Linked DNA regions of Hordeum vulgare: region 2 is linked to region 1. A link is a contact called in public Hi-C data. All regions are on one chromosome and are shown on one strand. Each heading gives the region's core, a stretch centred on a gene start, on an enhancer-like site or on the middle of the called end of the contact. The rest is flanking DNA. Distances are from core to core; before and after follow the strand shown. Region 1 has its middle 610 kb from the start of LOC123401895. Region 2 has its middle 130 kb from the start of LOC123401895.

Evidence for each region. A called contact is a pair of places that touch in the nucleus more often than the background predicts.
Region 2: a Hi-C map of leaf shows a contact between it and region 1, with 2.7 times the contacts expected there. The contact joins two enhancer-like sites. A contact is called at or near these places in 2 of 6 Hi-C or Micro-C datasets (both in leaf).

Annotation. Positions count from the first base shown.
Region 1 is chr6H:88,934,596-88,941,240 of MorexV3_pseudomolecules_assembly, reverse strand. No RefSeq gene overlaps it. Among protein-coding and RNA genes, the nearest start is that of LOC123401895, 610 kb to the left of the region's middle. Within about 2 kb of position 3,855, at least 1 of the 3 cell types and tissues checked has open chromatin away from gene starts, as enhancers often do. A contact at or near this core is called in leaf, where this site is marked.
Region 2 is chr6H:89,416,679-89,423,323 of MorexV3_pseudomolecules_assembly, reverse strand. No RefSeq gene overlaps it. Among protein-coding and RNA genes, the nearest start is that of LOC123401895, 130 kb to the left of the region's middle. Within about 2 kb of position 4,108, at least 2 of the 3 cell types and tissues checked have open chromatin away from gene starts, as enhancers often do. A contact at or near this core is called in leaf, where this site is marked.

The sequences.
Region 1 (6,645 bases), core at 2,606-5,105:
CATGGATGTTGCTATTTCTTTGAACGACATTCAGACAATATGTGCATAAGGATGAGGCCCATACGGACTAGATTTCTTTTTTGTAGGTTAAAAAGGTCTTATGTGGGATACAAACCAAAGCTTGCTTGTGTGCACTCTCGTGCTTCAGTTAAAGATGGAAAGCTATAATGTACTTTGATGCTCCAGTTAAAGATGAAAAGCTATAATGTATTGAAAAAATGTGCAAAGTGGAAGTTGGTATTAAAGCAAATTGCTCTCTTTTTGACCTGCAAACTAATTTCAGTTATAATATGTACCATTCAAGTGTAAATACAAATTAGGACATATAAGATTTTCTTCTTTGGTTGGAGTGCACGGGCTCTTTTGCTAGTAAGTTAATAACAACTGAAAAACCAGTCTCAAAGAAGCAAAAAGGAACACTGAAAACTTTAGCATTTATATATCTCACCCCCACCGCTGAAACTCTTTCAAATACTTTGTTCGGATGCTACAAAAACACATTGAAAACTCAGTTCTCCAAAACGGAAACGGACCGCAAACTCAAGCCTTTACACGACAACATCTTTCAGGTTAATCTATACTACTAATAAACAAGCAAACAAGAACTTTTTTATGTACACCCAATAAAACGTACACGGATATATTATGACCGGATGATTAGGCCAACTAAATTCAATCTAATGGCTAGCCTTAACATAATCCATTCTCTGTGTGCACTTAACAATTTGCATTGACTGACCGTGCTCCACCGCGGAGAAAAATATAAAACTCCACACCCGATTAATTAGGAAACTATAATCACGATGACGTCTTATTAGGAAACTCCACACCCGATTAATCCAGAGTCGTTGCCACTGCAACTCTAGCGTCGGGAGCTCCGACTATTGTACTGGATCGGGACGGCGGTGGCGGCGATTTGGATCCGGACGACGGCGGCCGAGCAAGGGCACCGGTGCTGTCGAGGTACATCTCCGCCCTCTCTCTCCCCGCCTCCCTCCCTTCCTCTGCCCCATCGGGGTCACCGTGAGCCCGTGACAATGGACTGGCGGGGAACGGGGAGCTTCGACAGATAGGAACGCGGAGCACGGGTCATCTGGTGGCGGAGGCATGTTCTCGGGTCGGGGAGACCTCCAGCCATGGGGAATGGAGAGAGCTTTGGGTTCAAAATTCTTTTTTCTGTTGACAGCATAGAAGAGCATTGGTAATGGTGAGCCGATAAAGGTAAGTAGCAGACTAATTCTATTTCCTAGATGAGGATTTGCTCCCCGTATGTGATTTCTGGTCATATTGGGGTGTGTGAAAATGGGTTTTCTCCGTATTCCCTATATGAGATTATCTTGTGATTGTTGGAGTATGGAAATAACATGGTGTGCAGTTGTGCAGCAATCTCTGATGCTACAGATGTTTATAAATATATGTTGTGATTGCTCTCTAATTAATGTCTTGGGCATATTATCAGTAAATTGACATGATCAAGGATGGTAGAGTACTCATGATATCATCGACCCTGTGAAAGTGATCCAAACTACACTTAAGGTGCAATAAGGTACACCTTCAATCCTGTAAGGTACACCTTCAATCCTGTAAGGTACACCTTCAATCCACTTACAATGTGCAGTACTTTATTAAAAAAATGTTTTAGATTGGCTTTTGGTTTTTAGAAAATTCAGAATAAGTTAATTGTAACTGGACAAATCATGTATGACACTATCCTTGTGCCCTTATTCCTTGAGTATTTGCAGCTGTATTCTTTGGTCGTTGTTGCTCAATCAGGTGAGTCTATTCTCTTTTTTTGACAGCAATTTAAACCTGTCAATAGGGGAAAATATACCCATGATCCTTTCACTTTTATTTGGTTTGAGGAAAAATGAGTAGTCAATTTCCACACTAAATTTGTTTCCTGTTCTACACATATATGCATGTGCGACAATCAACTGTAGCAACTATTGTTCCTTTTCTTTTGCAGTTGGGATATGCGTCCATGCATGTTAAACAGTTAAGTAGATTTAATCTGTGGCCTAACAATACTTTTGTTAAAGTTGTCAACTAAAAGATGATCTACTTGTGCCAAAAGTGAGGATGCAGATATCATGAATTCATATTGTACAAAATTATTTTTTGTGAGCAATATTCTCTTTTTTCTTATTATTTGATATTTTCATATTGATAATAGCTCCTGAGTTGTTGTTTGATTACCTCTCCCCCTTGGAGAACCATCAGATTTTCATGCATGAACAATCACCATGTGCTTTTATTTTTAGGCATAAGGACTCTAAAATGAATGAAGGAGGAGCTATAGTTCATTAGCGTACAACAGTCATGTTGTGTATAGAGTTTGCAAGGAACCATGTTCATTTCTTACACTTAAATATCTTAGCTTGCACAACTATTTCATATCGTAATACTTAGTGGAATCACTTTTCTTAGCACTCCATGATTTTCATTATGTGAATTTGATTACTATGATGCCAGGTAACTTGACTATTCGGTATCTGTATTTGACATCTGCATCGAATAATTTTTTTTCTAAAGAACACCTTTGAAGTTTAATTACACATAGGATGGGTCACTCCGGTTATCATGGAAACTCAAGTATTTTGCGTTTGCAGTTTACGATCTTTCCCCCCTATAGACATCCTCAAAAGGCTAAGGCAAGTACTTGTACTCTGAATAGATTTGCATAAAAGTGAAACGTTTGTTCAAATGATATTATGTTTTGTAATGGTTGGTTTAGAAAACAGGATTATTGTTAATGGGGAGAAGCGCGGGTACCTGCCACCATTGAGGATGCAGAAGTCTCGGTTCCACTATGCACTGACACGGGTATCGAGTGCATCCGCAATAGGCGGGGACATGAGGGTCGTGTCGTAGCCAGCGAGGATGTTGGTGCCGCCGCCATTTCGGTCGCTCTACAGAACTAGCACTTTTTATATTGCATAGTTTACATGTTTCAGATTACACAGTTTATAATATGTAGAAGTGAAAGTTAGATTCCGATTGCTATCTTCACATTAATTCAATATGTTGTCCACTTTAGATTTGTTCTTTCACATTCCCACAATTTTTCTTTTACCTTAACCCTAGTGGACTTCCTGAAATCTTTACCATAGTTTTGTGATTTCTAAATGGGTTATATTTATTTTGGTCTGATTGAACCTCACATAACATAGTAAAATGATGAGTAATGGGGTCTGTATTAAACTTGACCTTTCGAGAGGCAGAGATCTCATGCTATAGTATTCTATCATTTTTTTAAAATTTCTAGAATATGAATTCAAAATTCAATATTCATGTTAAATTTAATGGGCTGCTTTGATCAAGACGTGTGTTGCACGGGCATGTTTACTAGTTGACTGAAAGAAGAAAATTGGTCCGCGATGAGCACTAGCAGTATAATACAAGAATAATTTTTAAGCAAGGCAAAATAATTTTCATTCCATTGATTAAGGAAGGAGGTTAGACAAGATCTGTAAAATGAGAGGAAAATAAAACTACACTCTTGCTAAGTCTCAGTCGATCGAGACTTCGTTAAATCTCAGTCAATACTATATTCGTGAGATCTTATATTAAGATGAATGATTTTTTTTTCACTTAAATGTTATCTCACTTGATTGAGATTTGGTTAAATCTTAGTCGGCTTGGCCTGGTCAAAAAAATAGAATTGCTCGGTGGCTATGTGGCACCAGGAAAACAATGCAACAGCGACAGGCCAGCAAGAGGTATCTGTCTGTCGCTGTTCTCGCCTTATCCGTATTGCGGCCGCATATGGAAAAAACACCCAGCCCTTGTCCGTCCAGAGAGATTGAGTACGTCTGGTCAGCTAGCCGTGGACACCAAACCAAGAGGAAGCTGGTCCTCCATCTTCGGATTTCCCTGCATGCATTGCTTTCCACTGTCAAATCAGATCTCGCCTCACACTATTCTTGTGGAGGGCACGCAATCCATGATTTCACAGGTCACACCCATAGGATGGCAGTATGTGCAGTTTCTAGTCCATAAATTCGGAACACGATTTTGTATCGTGGGTTGAGAATCATCTGTTCGAATTGAAGGACGAACAACAAAATACATGGAATTGTTTTCTCCTTCTCCACTTTCTTTTGCTCATAGATTTTGCCGCGGATCCGAAAGCAACGCGTACGTACATACAGGATAAAAGCATGATGAATTAATCTGCATTCCAACATAGAAGAAGCAACTGCTCCGTTCTTCTTTCCTGTGACCGTTTCATTCATGTTCCAGTCTTCCAGACGACTAACCCGATTAGCAAATCAACCAAGAACAATGAACTTCATATAGAAAAAACAAGAGCGATTAACATCACATCAACGGGAGACGGGATGGATCGACCTACTTGTCCCCGGCTATTTGTCCCCGGCTGCCAGCGGCGTGCTCGGAGTGCGATTCTTCTCTTCCTACTCCTGGCCGCCCTGGAGATCCTTGTCGACCGCGCGCACGGCGCGGCACAGCGCGTCGTGGCGGGAGGGGTCGGTGCCGAGGCCGGAGGCGGCCGCCAGGACGAGGCCCTCGGCTCGGTCGCAGGACTCGCTGAAGGCGTCGAGGCAGCGGTGGAGGTCCGTGAGCGCTGCCGTGCGCCCGGGCTCGCGGACAACGGCGGCTGCGGCGTCGACCAGCGCGTCGTAAGCGGCCGCCATTGCGTCGACGGTGCTGTCCATGGCGCGCGGCCGGCGGTTAGAGGTTTCTGGGAGCCTGGGCGCGCGGGGATGGCGGTTACGGGCGTCGATCGAGATCGAGTCGTTTGTGTTGAGTCCTCTTCGCTGTTGCACTCTTTGTGCTAGTATGACATGCTCTTTGACAAAGGGAAACGTTTTACAACGTTCTGTCGGTGGCGTGGCTCGCGTTCGATCGTAATAGATGTAGCGTATTTATGTTTTTCTTCAATTTTTTTTTTTTGCCTTATCTTCTTTTCTCCTTCTTCCTCCCTTGGCGACCTCAGAGCGAACGTCGCACCATCTCTGGCGATCCGGCAAAGACTTCACCAACGCGACCCAATCTCGCCCGATGGAACTTTACCGACGGCCGATGCGCCTGACGATGGTAAGCGACGAGATCAAGAGAGATAATGCAAAATGGGGGTGAAAAAGTGCTACTACAGCAATGTCCACGTGCTTAGCTGGGGTGCGTGACGACGATGACCGAGGTGACCGTGGGCTGCAACCACAGCTTTTCCGTTGCCGGTAGCCAGTTGAATCTTTTTCTCATATACGGTTGAAGTTTTCTCTGTCAACATTTGCAGTTTTTTTTGGTTGAAGTGTTTGATTGGAGCTTTTTTTTTACGGTTGAAGCTTTTTTATACATGATTAAAACTTTTTGCATCCATGTTTGAAGCTTTTCTTGAAACGTTTGAAACTTTTTTCGTTTTTGAACAGCGCATGACTAAAGCTCTCTCCAACATCTGATTGAATTTTTTTTCATCTAAGGTTAAAACATTTTGTGTCACTGACTATATCTTTCCCTGATTCGCAGTGTCGATTGATGCTTTTTCATCTAGGGTTGAAGCCTTTTCATCTGGGGGTTCAAGCCTTTTTTCCAGCGTTTGCAACACAGAGGGGTGGGTTGAGATGCGACCGACGAGGTGGAGACCGACGGGCATGAGCAGCGGCGAGTTCGCCGTCAAGCAGTTGCCGTCGCAACCGGAGCTACAACCGTAGCCGCGCGGAGATGCAACCACATGGTGCAAATGTTGCATGGCTGGAGCTGGTGGCGAGGATGGCGGCGATGGCCTTGCTCGGCGACACAGGATGGACGACGAGGGCGGCAACCGGCGACGGGCGACGGTGAAGCAAGATGAGAACGTGAGCCGAGGTGGTCGGCACGTGCTGGGGCGGCGCTCTCCTCCCTCTCCCTTTCATATCACGCGCGAGGTTGAGCATAAGGTGACGAGAGGATGGGGATAGATCTGACGGCCAAGGGTGGCCAAATCCGACGGACGGGGTGTGACCGGCCCAAATTTGGGCCGGCATGCCGGCGCAGATCACTCCCCTTATAGTAAGTTGTAGACTCGAGTTTTGAATTTCACTGCTACGTAAGGGAGTTGTTAGGCTCTCGCGAGCCTCCCGGCTACTTCCTGGGCAAACAACGGGGAGGGGGGTCGCCGACGCCCGTAGCTGGGGGCCCTGCCACCACATCTCCTTCCGACTTAGGCCCTGTTTGGAACCATAATAGATTATGATAATCTGGATTACGAAGATAAATTATATGATCTGGTTTATAAAAATAATCTAGGTGAACATGTTTGGAGGCCAGATTATATAAACTGTAATCTAGGTTTTACATTGCATAATGACCTGTCTACCCTCTGTTTTATTTTAAAAGAGGAGGGTAGCGGTGGTAGAAATGTTATTATCTCCAACTTTACAAGGGTAATGGGTCATTAGCAATCCATAAACTGATTTTAGCTGGTATAGAGTAGATTATGAGTTTTTAATAATCTATCCATCTAGTTTTTATAATCTACACTATAAGTTATCTTGTTTGATAACATAATAGATTATAAAAACTGGATTATATAATCTAGGTGCACTAGTGGAGAAAGGGGTATTAGAACCGGTTGGTAAGGGCCTTTGGACCCGGATACACATCCGGTGCTACGTATCCGGGACTAAAGGCCCCCCCCTTTAGCAC
Region 2 (6,645 bases), core at 2,859-5,358, 480 kb before region 1:
AAGTAATCATTGTTCCAACCTCTAAGCATCAGGACGTCCGCAGTGAGCACTCTGTTTAGCATTGCCGTCCAAACAAAAAATCTGCAATTAAGAGGTGCATGGACTCTCCAGATTAGATCAACAAAAGGAGAGGCCACCTGGGCCGAGAACAACATATTGTATGCCGATCTGGCCGAGTATTTCCCATCAGTAGCTAGCTTCCAGGTGATCACATCACTAACACCTGGTGTGAGAACAACTTTCTGCAACCTCCCCGCAAGCTGGATCAGCTCATCAATCATCTCATCTCTGAAAGTGGTCGCTAGGTCCGAGAGCCATGCCATGCTTGCAATGGCTCCCGCAACCGTTCTCCTTTTCCTGGTCGAAGCAGCAAAAAGTTTTGGAGCCAGGTCTCGCGGCGCAAGGCCATCCATCCAGGAATCGTACCAGAAAAAAGCTGTGTTACCATCCCCGAGTGTTACTCCCTCCGTACTCCCTCCGTTTCAAAATATAAGACATTTTAAGGATTTCACTAGAAGACTACATACGAAGCAAAATGAGTGAATCTATACTCTAAAATATGTCTATGTACATCCGTATGTAGTTTATAGTCCAATCTCTAAAAGATCTTATATTTAGGAACGGAGGGAGTATTATCCATGTAGTGTGTTGGTAGTTCATGTCGTCTTGTGGTATTTATATGAAAATTTTGTCATGGGTGTTGAGCCCTCCCACTGCCCGGTGCTGCAGGTTTTTTGCTTTCCGGAAGCAACATGGGATAGCATGCATGCATGCATCTCGAGGGGGCGTACCAGCAGGATCTCTGCAGCTCTGGGTGTTTGATCTGGTGGTGGTGGTTTCTAAAGGCGTGCAAGCAAAAGTTTTTCATGTCTTTTTGTTTCACCGTGTATCTGCGTGCCAGCCGGGTTTATGAACACCAGGAGTACTATGCTAGGCCGGTTTCTGAGCATGTTTTGGTTAATCTGGCCCAGTTGCATGCGTGCAGCAGGCATCATTTCCGGTCGGTTCACCTGTCCTTCACCTTTCACCTCTCCCCAGCTCCTCATATGGTATTATTTGAATAGAGCTAAATAGACTAGTGGTGTTTGAACTTGACATGAATGTTCAGTTTAATGTGTGATTTCTTTTATAAAATAAAAACATATGCAAATTATAATCATAATAATAAAAGTTAGATTCGAATATTCATGTGTTATTAAGAATTACCTCATGCTTAAAAACATCCATGCAAACATATTATTAAAAAAACAAAAACAGGGCTCCATGCCATGCTGTCGGTTACAAATATTTGTGGTACATAAATAATTACTTCATGGTACACAAGTGTTCATGTGCACACAAAATAAACATACAATGGTTTACAATAAAAATATCTTACTAAAAGTGTTCTGTATTTTTTTCTGAATTATCCCCTAGTTATTTACGAAATACTATTTTAAATATAATTCATTAGTGTTTAAAAATGATTACTTAATGCAAAAATTAAAATATATGAGTTATATTACAAGTATACATATAAAGCTTTTAAATTATATGTACTTTTAGTTATACATACATTTTATTTAACAATATAATTATGAGTTATAAAAATATGTGATTAATTATTCAAATCTTTGGAAAATAGTAATTTTAAACATGATTGTTATTTATATTATAAATACATGGTTATGACTCATATATATATTTCCAATTGGATATATGTTTTTTGAAAAACTCGTGTATATTTATAGAAGTACATGAAACTGAAAAACTCGTGTACTTCTAAAAATATTCACGCATTGTTTTGAAAAACATACATATATTTTAAAAAATATTAAGTAAACATTTTTAAACAATCATGTACTATATTTTAAATAGTATTTCATAGATAACTAGGGAATAATTAAAGAAAAATCAGGAACATTTTTGTAAGATATTTTATTTCAAACCATTATATATTTATTTAGCATGCACACTAATATTTGCATACCATGAGGTTCGTTGCTACAAGTGGGCCCCATGTAATGTCATTGCAAAGTCAGCCATATACAGTGCCACATCGGCGGACTCTATGTATACGAATGAAATTAGCACCGTATCTGTATGTTCATGTCAAGTTTTAGAGCCAGTTCAACGTATTTTCAAGTTCAGACAGTAAACTGAACATATGTGACAAGTTCAAGCACCACCGGAGTATTTACATAATTTGAATACTCCAATAGGAAAGCACGTAAACAAAAGATTTCATGCAGCTCGATCAGAAGACTGGAACACTAGCATTATCTAACTGTAGGATAAAAACAAAGAGGCAGACAACTAACTAAGAGGCAGTCCAAGATGGCAAGCTACTCATTGCCCATTGCAGGCCGGCGACGCCGCCGTATGCCGTCGAGGATGAGGGGGTCGGTGACCATGGAGAGCAGGTGGCTTCAGCTCCGGCATCGCCTGCAGCAGCTCCGCCTTTGCCGGCATCGACTGCACGTCGCCACAGGGCTCGACCACGTGGCGCCTGAAGGGACGACGGCCTGATCTCCTCTCCCCCACGGCTGTTGCCGCTGAATGGGCCCATGGTGAGCTGCAGCTGCATGGCGTCCGGCATGGCGGTGGGCGCGCAAGAGCCCGACATGTGCGTCGTTGCCATGGCGATCGTGCTCTTCTCGACTCTTGGCAAGGAGAAACGCGGCCAGGAGAGATGGAAACGAGGGAAAGCTAGGCAGAGTCTTGGAGTGAAGACGGACGGACAAAAAAGGGGGCGCTGAGGTTTCCACCGTCTTGAGGTTTTCGAAGCTGCGCGACTGTCACGCTGTAGGCCACCCCTACATATTTTAAGGACTACTTTTTTGTTTCTACATATGGATGGGTGTATGCTAAATAAATAGATGTGACAAAAAAATTAAATTTTGTGAGAATGCAGTATTTGTAGATGTGAGAATACAGTCATTTTGTAAATGGACGAACAAATGATTCTAAGGCCCTGTTTGTTTCATAAGTCTTAGGACTTTTTTAAGTCCCAACTTATAAGTCATAAGTCCCTACCTGTTTGTTTACAGGGACTTATAAGTCTCGAGTCCCTACCTGTTTGTTTACAGAGACTTATAAGTCCATGTTGCATCTAATAATACACTTGTTCACATGGATCGTCATCAGCCAACGCGTACGGCACACAGGATAAGCACCGCTGCAACGAGGCTCAGGAGAGGGCCTGTTCGGCGATTGGAGGCACCGCTGTAACGAACCGAGGCAAAACGAACCGAGGCGGGGCGGCGACGGGGCGGCGAACCGAGGCAGAACGAACCGAGGCGTGGCGGCGACCGGAGCGAGAGGCAGGGCGGCGACGGGGCGAGAGGCGGGGCGGCGACGGGGCGGCGACGGGGCGAGAGGCGGGGTGGCGGCGGCGATTGGACCGAGAGGCGGGGCGGCGTGCGGGGAACGAGCCTGGAGCGACGCGGGGTAGGTCCGGCCCGGGATAAGTCTCAATAAGCTCCTCCCTGAGAGTCTTATTTGATAAGTCCCAAATCACCACAATAAGTTCCAATAAGTCCCTTGTGTTTGGTTTAGGTGGGACTTATAGGGACTTTTTTAAGTCCCTAGACCAATAAGTTCATGGAAACAAACACCCTCTAAGTAAATACTCTCTCTGTAGATTAATATAAAAACGTTTAGATCACTATTTTAACTATCTAAATGCTTTTATATTAATTTTCGGAGGTAGTATTTTCTAAAATTTATTGTACCTACAAGACATGTGTATGCAGTGACCTGCATATAAACGCAGGACACGGATGGGAAGGGAGAGACCTGGCAGTCTTGAGTCCTATTGAATGACACGTCGCCACCTCGTTTCGCTGCAAGGGCGAACTTGCAACTCGCCGTTCATTTAATGCGCATGCTTTGTGGATCAATGCCCCGCATGCAGCCTTAAATGACTTGAGTTATCATTTGCTTCCATTTCATTTACTCCATGGTCAATGTTCAGATGCTGAGAATTAATGAAGGCTGGTACAGGCATACGGCACCAAATTGGGCAATATTAAGGCTGACCCGACCCGATTCGAAAATTCTGGATGGGTCGGGCCTAAACTTGTCATGGAATCAGGCTCGGGTCTAAAATTGAAGCCTGTGGTCGGGCCGGGTCGGGCTCGAGCTTAATGGGTACATAATTTAAGCCGTCGTCACACCAGGCCGGCCAGGTTCAGTCGGACTTTTTTAGGTTTGGGCCCAAATTTTAGGCGTGACAGTCAGGCTGGGCCGGGCTTGGGCCTGGTTTTTTTCCGGTCCGGCCCGGTCTATGCCCATGTATAGCTGGTAGTATTTGGGACTAGCAAATATGTTAATGTGACAGACAAGTAAAGAAGAAAAAAAATAGAATAACATAGATAGGTATTATATCATGTTACATATTCTTCTACTACTCCCTACGTTCCTAAATATAAATCTTTTTAGAGATTCCACTAATGGACTACATACAGATGTATATAGACATACTTTAGAATATAGATTCATTCATTTTGCTTCGTATGTAGACCACTAGTCAAATCTCTTAAAAGACTTATATTTAAGAACGGACGGAGTATATGTATGCATGTTAATAAATAAGATTATTTATGATATTAGTTTACAATACTGTGAGTAGCATACAATAGTATCATACTCCCTCCGTTTTTTTTTAGTCTGTATATAAGGTTTGGTCAAAGTCAAGCTTGGTAAAGTTTGACTAACTTTATATTAAAAAATATCAACATTCACAACATGAAATCAATATTATCAGATACATCACGAGATGTATTTTCATACTATATAATTTAAATACGCAGAGAAAAAAAGAAACGGAGAGAGTACTATATGGTACTCCGGAGTCCCCACTATGAGTAGTCTAAGAAACCTTCATTGCTAGTGTGGACTTTCCAGCAGCTTTTAATCTTTAAAATTCGAAAGTGCTAGTAGTACCCATATATATATATACTAGTATGCATGCAGGCGCAATGCGCGTCTTCATGTTGCAGAGTGATTTTGATGAAAATAACTGATGAAAATGACAGAGAAATGATTCAAGACAAATGTTTATTGTGGATTTACTTGAAATCAGCACAAGAAAGCTTCTTGTGTTCTTACGCAATCACTACCAGAGTATGTATTTGCACAAAAAATGACTTATTGCGGAAAATAATAGATTAGCCCACTTTGAAAAACACATTTCTAAATTGATAAAAATATCTAAAAAGATTACATATAAACTCACTTCGGAAAACTCATTTCGGAAATATCAACAAGCTCTAAAATTTATCTTCTAAATAAAAAATATTTTTTTTATCAAATTTTATAACCCTCACATATTTTGTGAAGATGTGTGCTTGAAATTTTGTTTTGTACTTTTCAACATTTTGAAACATCTTTAAAATGCATTTAAAAAGCGGGTTCATATATACCTAAGTTCAGGTGGTGCCTACCCTACCTATTGCTATGTTTCACTATAGCATTTACTACAGCTTCCCACACATAGATGAATGCGAGGCAGTGAGGCCATGTATCCTATGTGCACGCTGCATTGGTTTGATCTGTTTATTTTTATTTCTTATATTTCCACTCTTTCACCTACTGTCAGACCTAGTGGTATGGATCACACTTGTTTCTCGGGCCATGTAGCTCTGCGGGTGTCAGCAGTCAGCGTTGGTAAAACAATTTGTACTGCTCCAGCGATGCAGATATGGCATGGTGACTATTTGCTCCAACCAACTGACATGCAGTGGGGTCTCTTACTCAGTGCTAACCCATCGTTGTTTCTGGAATGACCGAGATAACACTGAATGGTATTGTAGCAGCGAATCCCTGCGCTATAAGCCGTTGGATGGAGCCCAATGGACGGCTAAAAATGCATTTCAATGCCTGAACTCAAACATTCAAAACTCGCACACTATATAAAAGTATAGATATAGATATAGATATAGATATAGATATAGATATAGATATTGTGGTCTTGCTAAGTCTCGGTCAACAGTGTCTTCGTTATATCTTAGTCGATGATATACTCCTTTGATCTTCTATGAAAATTCGTATGATTTTTCTTTCATCTTATACTATGTCACTTGATTGAGAAGTCGACCGAGACATAGCCACTCCCTATATACGTATCACATGGAAGAATACGACGGTTTTGGACGTAAGACAAGTGCGCATTTGTACATCCGTCTTAACACTACAACTAGGAGTAGTCTATTTTGCAACCTTGAACGACATCCATACTGGTTAGAAATTGACAGACTGCAGTGAGACATCCATGCTCCACCGGTAGCTGTTGCATGCAATATACTCTCAGTGTTAGCGTAAAAACATGTTTTTATACTATTATGGAAGGGAGGGAGTATCAAAAAACAGTTCTCAATTAAATGATGGCATACTCAAATATGATTTCCAAACGTCTCCATGCATTAATGGTTATACTCAGGCTCCTACAAGAACAACCATCATACAGACTGTGAGAGAAAGTACACCATACCTGCGATGCTGGCCGGTGCACAGTAGTAGATGTTGCAAGGCTGCTTGCTTGACAGCTGCTGCTGTATGCAGGCTGTGAAGACCTCTTTGCGACCTCTCAACCGAAAAAGCAGAGCGGCACCCGGGCTGCTGCTGCTGCACAGGAGATGCCGTCGTCCGTGTCTTTCACGGAAG